Regions from separate parts of the Drosophila melanogaster genome. Here region 2 is linked to region 1. The links are chromatin contacts, called in public Hi-C maps. All regions are on one chromosome and are shown on one strand. The core of a region is the stretch at or near the end of the contact, and the rest is flanking DNA. Distances in the headings are between cores, read along the strand shown. Region 1 holds the start of Mtpalpha (Mitochondrial trifunctional protein alpha subunit). Region 2 holds the start of CG31710.

Evidence for each region. A called contact is a pair of places that touch in the nucleus more often than the background predicts.
Region 2: a contact with region 1 is called in a Hi-C map of the Kc167 cell line, with 3 times the contacts expected there. A contact is called at or near these places in 16 of 107 Hi-C or Micro-C datasets (the D17-c3 cell line, the Kc167 cell line, the OSC cell line and 8 more) and 1 of 7 datasets of targeted methods (the Kc167 cell line).

The regions. Positions count from the first base shown.
Region 1 is chr2L:9,574,711-9,579,090 of dm6, reverse strand. Mtpalpha (Mitochondrial trifunctional protein alpha subunit) reads left to right here and starts at 2,322. Exons shown (of 5, transcript NM_164860.2): 1 at 2,322-2,573; 2 at 2,711-3,589; 3 at 3,656-3,796; 4 at 3,853-4,380. The coding sequence starts at 2,903. It overlaps CG31709, which reads left to right. Exons shown (of 3, transcript NM_001298853.1): 3 at 60-971. The coding sequence ends at 277.
Region 2 is chr2L:9,704,102-9,708,481 of dm6, reverse strand. It overlaps CG31710, which reads left to right and starts at 2,528. Exons shown (of 3, transcript NM_001273365.1): 1 at 2,528-2,702. pelo (pelota) reads right to left here. Exons shown (of 5, transcript NM_057634.5): 4 at 1,736-1,842; 5 at 1-337. The coding sequence ends at 213.

The sequences.
Region 1 (4,380 bases), core at 1,073-3,572:
AAGTTGAGCTGTACTTATTGCTAATACAATGAAGTGCATAATTAATACTCTCTTATTAGATTATTTAAGCTTAGAGCCAAGTGGAAATCAGCAAAATGAGAACAATATCGTTCAAAATCCCAGTCGGAATGGTCAGAACCAACAGGTCGAAGACGGCAATGATCGGAATCTTCAACCGGCAGCTCAGGCAGCTGATGATGATAACAATATGACAAATTCAAATCCGGAGGTTCCAGATGTCGGAGGCAAATCAGAAGGATCAAGGGAATGCCCATGATTAGAATCAAGATAATAACGAAGAATATGATACTAACTCACATAGTATCAAGTTAATGTATAGTTTGGAAAGTTTTCCTTACTACACATATATACAATATTTTCATTACCAAAAGAGGTAAACAAAATTTTAAATTCCATTTTCAACGGCAATTAAATTCGGGGTCGATTAAACGGTTTACCCCCTGTCAGAGGCCACTCAAAAATTTGGTTATTGTTTCTGATCTTTTTTCAAGCCGATTATAAATAATTAAAAGTATAAAAAAAAAAAAAAAACGGTCGCCCGAGGGAAGGGGTTGCAAGTAGTCACTACGGGCAAAGAGTACTCGACCCTAATGGGGGTTTGATATCGACCATAAACAAAACGCCCATTAGTTGTCATGTTGGATGGAAAGTGTGCCGCTGACGCGTGCGACCTTCAAGGATATTCGCACACTCGCCAAGCTGCAGGAGAAATGAGAAATGAGGAATGACTTTGTTTCAAAGGATATTTGCATACATAATTCGAGTGCGGCTGCGCCGAACCCTTGCCCAAATGAAAACATTTAAAATGTTTTGATTTCATTTATGTTAATTTCCAGCCATAAATCACAACCGACCGTGTGCTTCCTGTCGCATCCTGCAACAATATTTGTCCTTGCTGTTTGATTAGCCCTTAGCCCGAACCCTCACTCGCATGCAAATGAGAACTCTGTGGAGTCGCTGGCTTTGCTGCTCATTTGGTGTTATCCTTGGGTGCCGAGGGGAGGAATCGGAGATCGCAAAGGTATTATGCAAATTAACTGATGCTGATCCCATTGTTGCCGGTGTAATTCAATATTCGCGTGAATAAGTGCGCGAATATAGGATATCTAATCTGAGGTTTCGCAAATTCACATTTGCAATTCCAGAGACTAATTTCGAATGCAAATGCTATACGGTGGCAATTTGTTAATGCAGATTTTCGCAAACTAATGAAACTCAAATAGAGGTCTCAATTTATGGTTAGATGCCATATATGGTTATATTCAAAATATAATTATCCTATGTAGTATTACATTTATTTATTTAAAATCAGTTTAAAATTTGCAAAATTTGTAAAATACATTATTGTAGCTTTGTGGATAATGGTTCTTCTGCCAATTGTTATCCATTTGATAAGCCCGCTGATTGGAAAAGGTCAGGTCACTTATGCAGCCATCTACCAGCATTTGACTGACGGACTTTTGCAGTTGACATAAACCGACGAACTCAAGTGTGACTTTTTTGACTCTTCACACATCATAGACGGATCAGCGGAGAAATCAAGACCGCAGCTGCAGCTTCGGGGAAAAACGATTAACTATTTACTTTATAGTACACGCCACATGAAACGCCTGCGTCAAAGGCCACAAAGGCGTGTTGCCACAATAAAGCGCCTGGCGAAATCTCATCCGAACCTATTTAGCAGTGGCCACTTGAAAGGACAATGGCATCGCATCAAATGAGGCGCGCTTAATGTGGCTTCAATGAGTCCTGGACTCGAACTCGGAGATCCGAGGAAGCGACCTGAAAAATGCGAGTGACATGCGTGTCCCGCAAATTGTGCGGCCTGTTAATGGTTCGACCTCGAGTTGTGGGGTGGGTCAGCGTGACAGATTCCCAAAAACAATGTCGTTGAAATATTGTATTGTAAACCGGGTCGAGTTATTGTAAAACTCTGGTATTATATACGATTTATAATTTTGTGTTCTCTTAAAAAAATGAAAGATAACAATAAAAAGGTGATCTACAGAAATCGCTTAAACTAAAAATTACTTGCAGTCTAAAACAAGTACGAAATTATGTTTTATGCGTAAAACATAATAGAATGCCCATATATATATACATTTCTTCATTTTTCTTTTTTGTACTTTTCTTTTATACTTTAAAATTAAAAGTTGCTACAATAGTAACACTAGTTATGATCTCCTGCGCCACCTAGTTAAAAAAAAAACGACACTAGCGACACCTGGTGGATGAGTTTGTACTGTGTGCGGTATTTAGGCTAGTGCTAAAATTTAGAAAATACTTATGGTAGTATATTTTATTGGTACGAACGCGGTCACACTGGGGATGTGCAACAAGTAGAAATTGCCGCATAGTTTTTTATAGCGAATCGCGAACACATAACTAACGGTGCATGATCAAAGTTCGTTAAAAATTAAAACAAATAGTTATCGTAAGCAAAAAGTGACTATCTTATAAGATCGAACTGAGAGCAATGTCGGCAACGAGGTTTTTGAGTGCCGTTGGCCAAATTTCGCGACAGCAATTGCTGCAGAATAAGTGCACCAGAGGTGGGTTAATTAGAAGTTCTGCTATGAAAAGGGAAAGTGCAAATTGCAGGCCATAATTCTTCTACATTGGAATTTGGCCCCTTGGAAATGGGCAGTACTCTAGCGGTATCTCTGTCTCTCTCCCGTTCCCGTGTTAGCTGAATCTCCCCCGATGCCGCATAACTGGACTTTGAACTTTGTACTCTCCCTTGACGTATAGCTTCTGTCTCTCGCTTTCTGATTTCCGATTTCGAGTGCCGTGAGATAATGTGCACTAATCGCAAACAACAATCTCTTAACCCCACGCAGCCCTGCCCATTTCGGCCCAGCTTCTCCAGAGGCGCCGCCTAATGTCCACGAATCCCGCACCGGTTGCCAACAAGCATCTCCACACCAAGGTGGTCAATGGAGTGCTTGTGATCAAGATCGACTCACCCAATGCCAAGGTGAATTCCCTGGGCTCCGAAGTGAGCGATGAGTTCGAGCGAGTGATTAAGGACCTGGAGACGAATCCTGCCGTCAATTCCGCCGTGCTGATCTCGGGCAAACCGGGCTGCTTTGTGGCCGGAGCCGACATCGGGATGCTGGAAGCATGCCAGACGGCGGAGGAGGCCACGCTGATCTCCCACGGCGCCCAGGTGATGTTCGATCGCATGGAGCGCAGCAAGAAGCCCATTGTGGCCGCCATCAGCGGAGTCTGTCTGGGTGGTGGTCTGGAACTCGCCCTTGCCTGCCATTACCGCATTGCCACCAAGGACAGCAAGACCAAACTGGGTCTGCCCGAGGTCATGCTGGGTCTCCTGCCCGGCGGCGGTGGCACCGTCCGCCTGCCCAAGCTTACATCCGTGCCCACGGCTCTGGATATGGAGCTGACAGGCAAACAGGTGCGCGCCGATCGCGCCAAACGACTGGGCATCGTGGATCTGTTGGTGGATCCCCTAGGTCCTGGACTCCAGCCTGCTGAGCAAAACACTATCGAGTACCTGGAGAAGACCGCCGTGCAGGTCGCCAACGATCTGGCTAGTGGTAAACTTCGCGTAAGAAATACTAGTTAATCCCTTAAAGTCTTCATCATTAATTTGTTTTCCACCGTATCCACACAGGTAAATCGCGAGAAAAGCGGTCTCGTCAGCAAGATCCAGTCCTTCGTCATGGACACCGACTTTGTGAAGAACAAGATTTTCGACACTGCCAGGAAACAGGTGCTCAAGGCCTCGAACGGTCTCTATCCCGCTCCTCTGAAGGTTCGATATTGAACAAGCAATTCTCATATTTGTAAGTAACCTATAACTTCAAACAGATTCTCGATGTGATCCGTGCTGGCGTGGATAAGGGAACCGATGCCGGTTACGAGGCGGAGCGCAAGGGCTTCGGCGAGCTATCGGCCACGCCCGAGTCGAAGGGTTTGATTGCCCTGTTCCGTGGACAAACGGAGTGCAAGAAGAACCGATTTGGCAAGCCAGAGCGTCCGGTTAAGACTGTGGGTGTGCTGGGAGCTGGTCTGATGGGCGCCGGTATTGTACAGGTCTCCGTCGATAAGGGATATCAGGTGGTGATGAAGGATGCCACCGAAGCCGGCCTGGCTCGTGGTATTGGACAAGTGCAGAAGGGTTTGGAGACGGCTGTGAAGCGCAAGCGAATCTCTGCACTGGAGCGCGATCAGACTCTTGCCAGTCTGCGGCCCACTCTTGATTACAGCGACTTCAAGAACGCAGACATCATCATCGAAGCTGTTTTCGAGGACATCAAGGTTAAGCATCGAGTGATCAAGGAGCTGGAAGCAGTGGTTCCAGAGCACTGCGTCATTGCCACCAACACCAGCGCCATT
Region 2 (4,380 bases), core at 1,279-3,778, 130 kb before region 1:
GTTGAATTTGTAGGCCCAGCCACGGGTGAACTTAAGCAGTGTGTATATTGTATTGAATTAGCACTATGTATGTATATTGTATATGCCCTGACGTCCAAGTCTGTCGTGGTTCCTATTAGTCTACTTGTATATCGCTCGCTAGTTAAGTTCCTAAGTCAAAATTTTCCGTTATCAAATGCCAAGATTCCATGAAGCTATTCCTATTTATGATCCTAGTCGCTATCGCTATCTGCCACCCCGCCTGCCGCTCCATCCTCATCATCATCATCGTCGCTGTCCTCCAGTTCGGGCATCGGGAAGCGCAGGAGGGCTGCAATTCCAGTTAGTTGAGCAAGTTCTGTGAACAAAAAGATTGGGGTTATTCAATGGACTTAGCTTTATAAGTTGTTGCAGCTAATTACTGCTATCTGCATGCTGAAAACCTGAATATCAAGTAAACTACAAAGACCATAAGCATCCATACTCGGTGCAAGAAATCGCAGAGCCTCAGAACTGCAGCAGCCAATGCAAGTTTTTCACTTTTTCCCCAGGTTGTGGGCGTTCCTACCGTCCAACTTCAAGGTCCACCGCTTATTCTAGGCCATGACTCACCCCAATGAACTTCACATTCAACACGGCCAGAGTGAGCATTACATATTCATAATTAATGCAGGTTACGTACCAGAGAATATATAATTCGTGTTCTCAAGTACCAGGCCCCTTTATCTGTTAAATTTGGTTCTGTTTACACAAGTAGCCTCATTGTTTATATTCTTATATAATTTAAAGCTGATTAAACTGCTCGGCTGAGTAGAATTGCGGAATAAATACTTGCAACGAGATAAGAATGGGCAGTACTTAGCGATAAAAAAAAAAGAAAGAATACGAAAGGGATCGTTACAACTAAATTCTTGCAAAATCTACAGGGCATGGGGGATCTATTTCGGAACACCAGCGACCCATTTTCGAGTCGAAAACGAAACTCTTGCCAAGACGCAGGCCTCAGACAATTGAAAAAAGAAACTCGTGGAAGGAATCTCATCTCGTGAGTCACCTGCAAATGGTTATTTAAAGCATTTAAGCACTTTACACCCCGAAAGTATGGCCAATATGTGAGATGTAATTTTAATTAATACTTAATTGCATACGAAAATGAAATCGAAAGTTCCCTTTCGAATGAGCTAGCGAAAACTACTTGGCAGCCATTCAATAGTGCTGTTTTTTTTTTTTTTTGCTTATCTCGCAGCGGACTTTGTAATGTGGGAGACCCCTCCAAGATATTCTCACATATGCACGCGCATGTATTCAATATTGCATCGCGGGAACTTAAAAATAGCATCTTTAACGAGGTCATTAGACGGGGGAAGGCAGCCTGCACATAAATATTCCATCCAAATTGAGCATAGAAATGGCCAAAGGTGGAACAAGTGTGATGCAAAGAGAAGATTCTGCTGGAGATGATCTATTCTCGGCCTGAAAGGGCAGTTCCTTCTCGCTCCATGAGTCACTGACAGATTCATTTCTATGTACCAGAAGTTCTTGAGTTATTTCAAATCGACACAAGGTTAAAGTTAGATGGCTTTCAAGATTGTTCTATTTAAGTTTAGCATGTAATTGCCTTACATATATGTGAACTTAATTAATGGAGTAAAGAAGATGCACTTTGTACTACACAGTGACTCACTAGATCGGATCATTCTCTTACAATCCTTCTTATTCAAGGGTTTAAATCAATAGTTTATTGTTTGATACTTACGTTCTCCTGAGATGTGCATGCTCGAAAAGATTTTGACTTCTCCCCCAGCATCGCGAATGGATTCGACCAGATTGACATATTCCTTTCTCAGACTAACGTCTTGGCATCTGTAAAATGAACAAATGTTGATGTTTAAATCATTGTCGTATCATTTATAGAACAGAAACCCCTAACATCATATCCAACTCGATTCCACTCATTAATATACCCATTTTTCACCCATTTACGGATGTAGGTGCCCGTATCTATTGCACTTTCGCATTCCACGGCCCGTTTAAATGGCGCATAGCAAAGTGCTGGATCATGGCACGTGATGGGCATAATCCGCATTGAATAAGGTGTCAAGTTTAACTGGAAATAGTGGGTTCACCTCGTCACTCAACCCCACCAAAGGGGGTCATCACACACATTATACTTGGACCCCATAATTTGCACTTAAGATTCTCAGAGAGCATGAAGTCACTAGACGAGCAATGAAAGTGCGACTGCCATAAAAAGTAAGTGCAGTTCAAAAACCCCATCAGAATGAGCATTTATTTGTGCAGGTAAAAAAAGTTAGAATAAGAATCAGCAGAAATTCGAATGAAAACCATACAAAAAATGAAATTTCAATTATCATTTTTATTGACGACAACAAACCGCTTTCAGTTTGCTTGGAGAGATTGCGAGCGAACGGATCGAAATATGTGGAGTGTGGACTTTATTCCGAATGCGATCCACAACACGTGTGGCTGAGAAGAGAGCGGCTGTCTTCGCATCGAAGAATTAGTTGCAAAGCGGCTTTTTTGCGGGCAACATCGAGCGATTCGAGGGACGGAAAATCGAAATCCGAAACGAACCGGAGAAGATTGCCACGCGAAAAGAAAAATTGGTGCTAAGACCCCGCTAAAAAAAAGATCCAAACAGCGCCATCGAAACCGCAAAAGAAAAGTGCACAAAACACAACGCATAAAAAGATAATACAAAGGTGTGTTTTCTCCTCCGCAGAGTGAAAGTTGCAAAAAGGTTTTATATCTACATATAACAAAAATGCTGCCTCAGTGCAGATGAAATCTCAAATAGACTCTCAAAAAGTCCCGCTGACAGTTTAGTTCAACGTTTTATCCCCGCTGACTCAGCAGAAGGCAATGCAGATACAAACGTATCTGCTACCTGTGTTCAGATACTTTTTCGCTCATCCGTTAACCGCAATCTGCGATGAACTGCGAGCCATTGTGTTGTAGATGCTGCTGCTGATGTACCTGCAATTTTAGCCGCTACTCATGTTGCTGATGTAGCTGCAATAGCTGTTGCTGCTGCTGCTGCTGCGTGACAACGATTGCACAATGGAATCAATTGTTATAATGGAATTAGCGTGCACGAGGTTGGGCACAGCCGTGAATTGTCAGCCAGAAAAAGAGAGAGAGAGCTCGTTTTTAAGGAGAAATGGGAAAGAAAGATGGTGGCGGGGAAAGTGGGAACATGGGCAGCCCCAGATATCAGTACAAATGTGTAATTAAATGTGCGAGCAAAGACAGCACTATTTGAACTTGACAACTCAACGTATAATCTACAAACATTGTACTGCACTAAATATATTGAAAAAGTGCAAGACTAATGAATCCGGCAAGGTTAGCCCTCATTGCCCAATTTTGTGAGATCATTTGAGACCAACCTTAAAGGCAACGCCTTGATTTCAAAGCCTTTATGACTACGATCATTCCAAAAACAGCCAATTCATTGCTTACCCCATCAGTTGACCAAACAAAACCCAACCCGAGCACCCTTTAAAGCAAAGATCCAATAAAAGTGATTCATGGATACCCGTTTAGGGTATCAATATCGCTCAGTCAGACAAGCCCTTTCACTTAAGTTTTAATGGAAAAAGCCTTAAACTCTTCCTCTCTCTCTTTCATTCGCTTTTTTTTCGAATATTTCACAATGCAAATATATGTACGAAATATATAAACAATTGCATTTCGAGACAATATTTACAAGCGTGGCCAGCTGCGACAAAAAAACACCAGAAATAATCGCTTAAAGGGGGCACGTTTTTGATGCACAAGACATGTTGCAAAGCAAAACAAAGAGGGACTAGAAAAACTGGTTGGACACATGAATAATATACGTACGAAAAAAATAGAAAATCTACAAGATGGCAGGGAGTATCGGTGGGGGGGGGAGGGGGCGTATAAGAAAATGCTAAGTGCATTCGAGTAGCAAAAGAACTTGATAAGTTAGCTGGAAGTGGATCATGTTGCACGCCATGTGGAATCCATTCCCAGAAAATCCAAAGGGGGAGCTGTGTGGAAGCGAGAGTGTCCGCTTCAAAAAGTTGCCAGCCAAGTGATCCATAAACGGAGTGATTAAATAAATTAAAATTCTTTATTTTCTTGTTTATTGCTATTCTCCCGCTGCCGTTCCTGCTCCCTCAATCGCAATCTTCTTTCGCCCACAGCGGGTTCTAATAATTAGCACAAGAATTGGCTCACTGAGGGAATCATTTCCACACGGTTATATAAAGCTTATACTGTACCCAGCTTATTTACATCACAGTTTAGTTCAGTCCCCGTCATTTGCTAATCGAAACTCGTCTGGCAAAAACAGCTCTATAAAATAAGACCCGAAACAGAGCACGCAAATTCAGCTTGGAATTCGTCCATGAG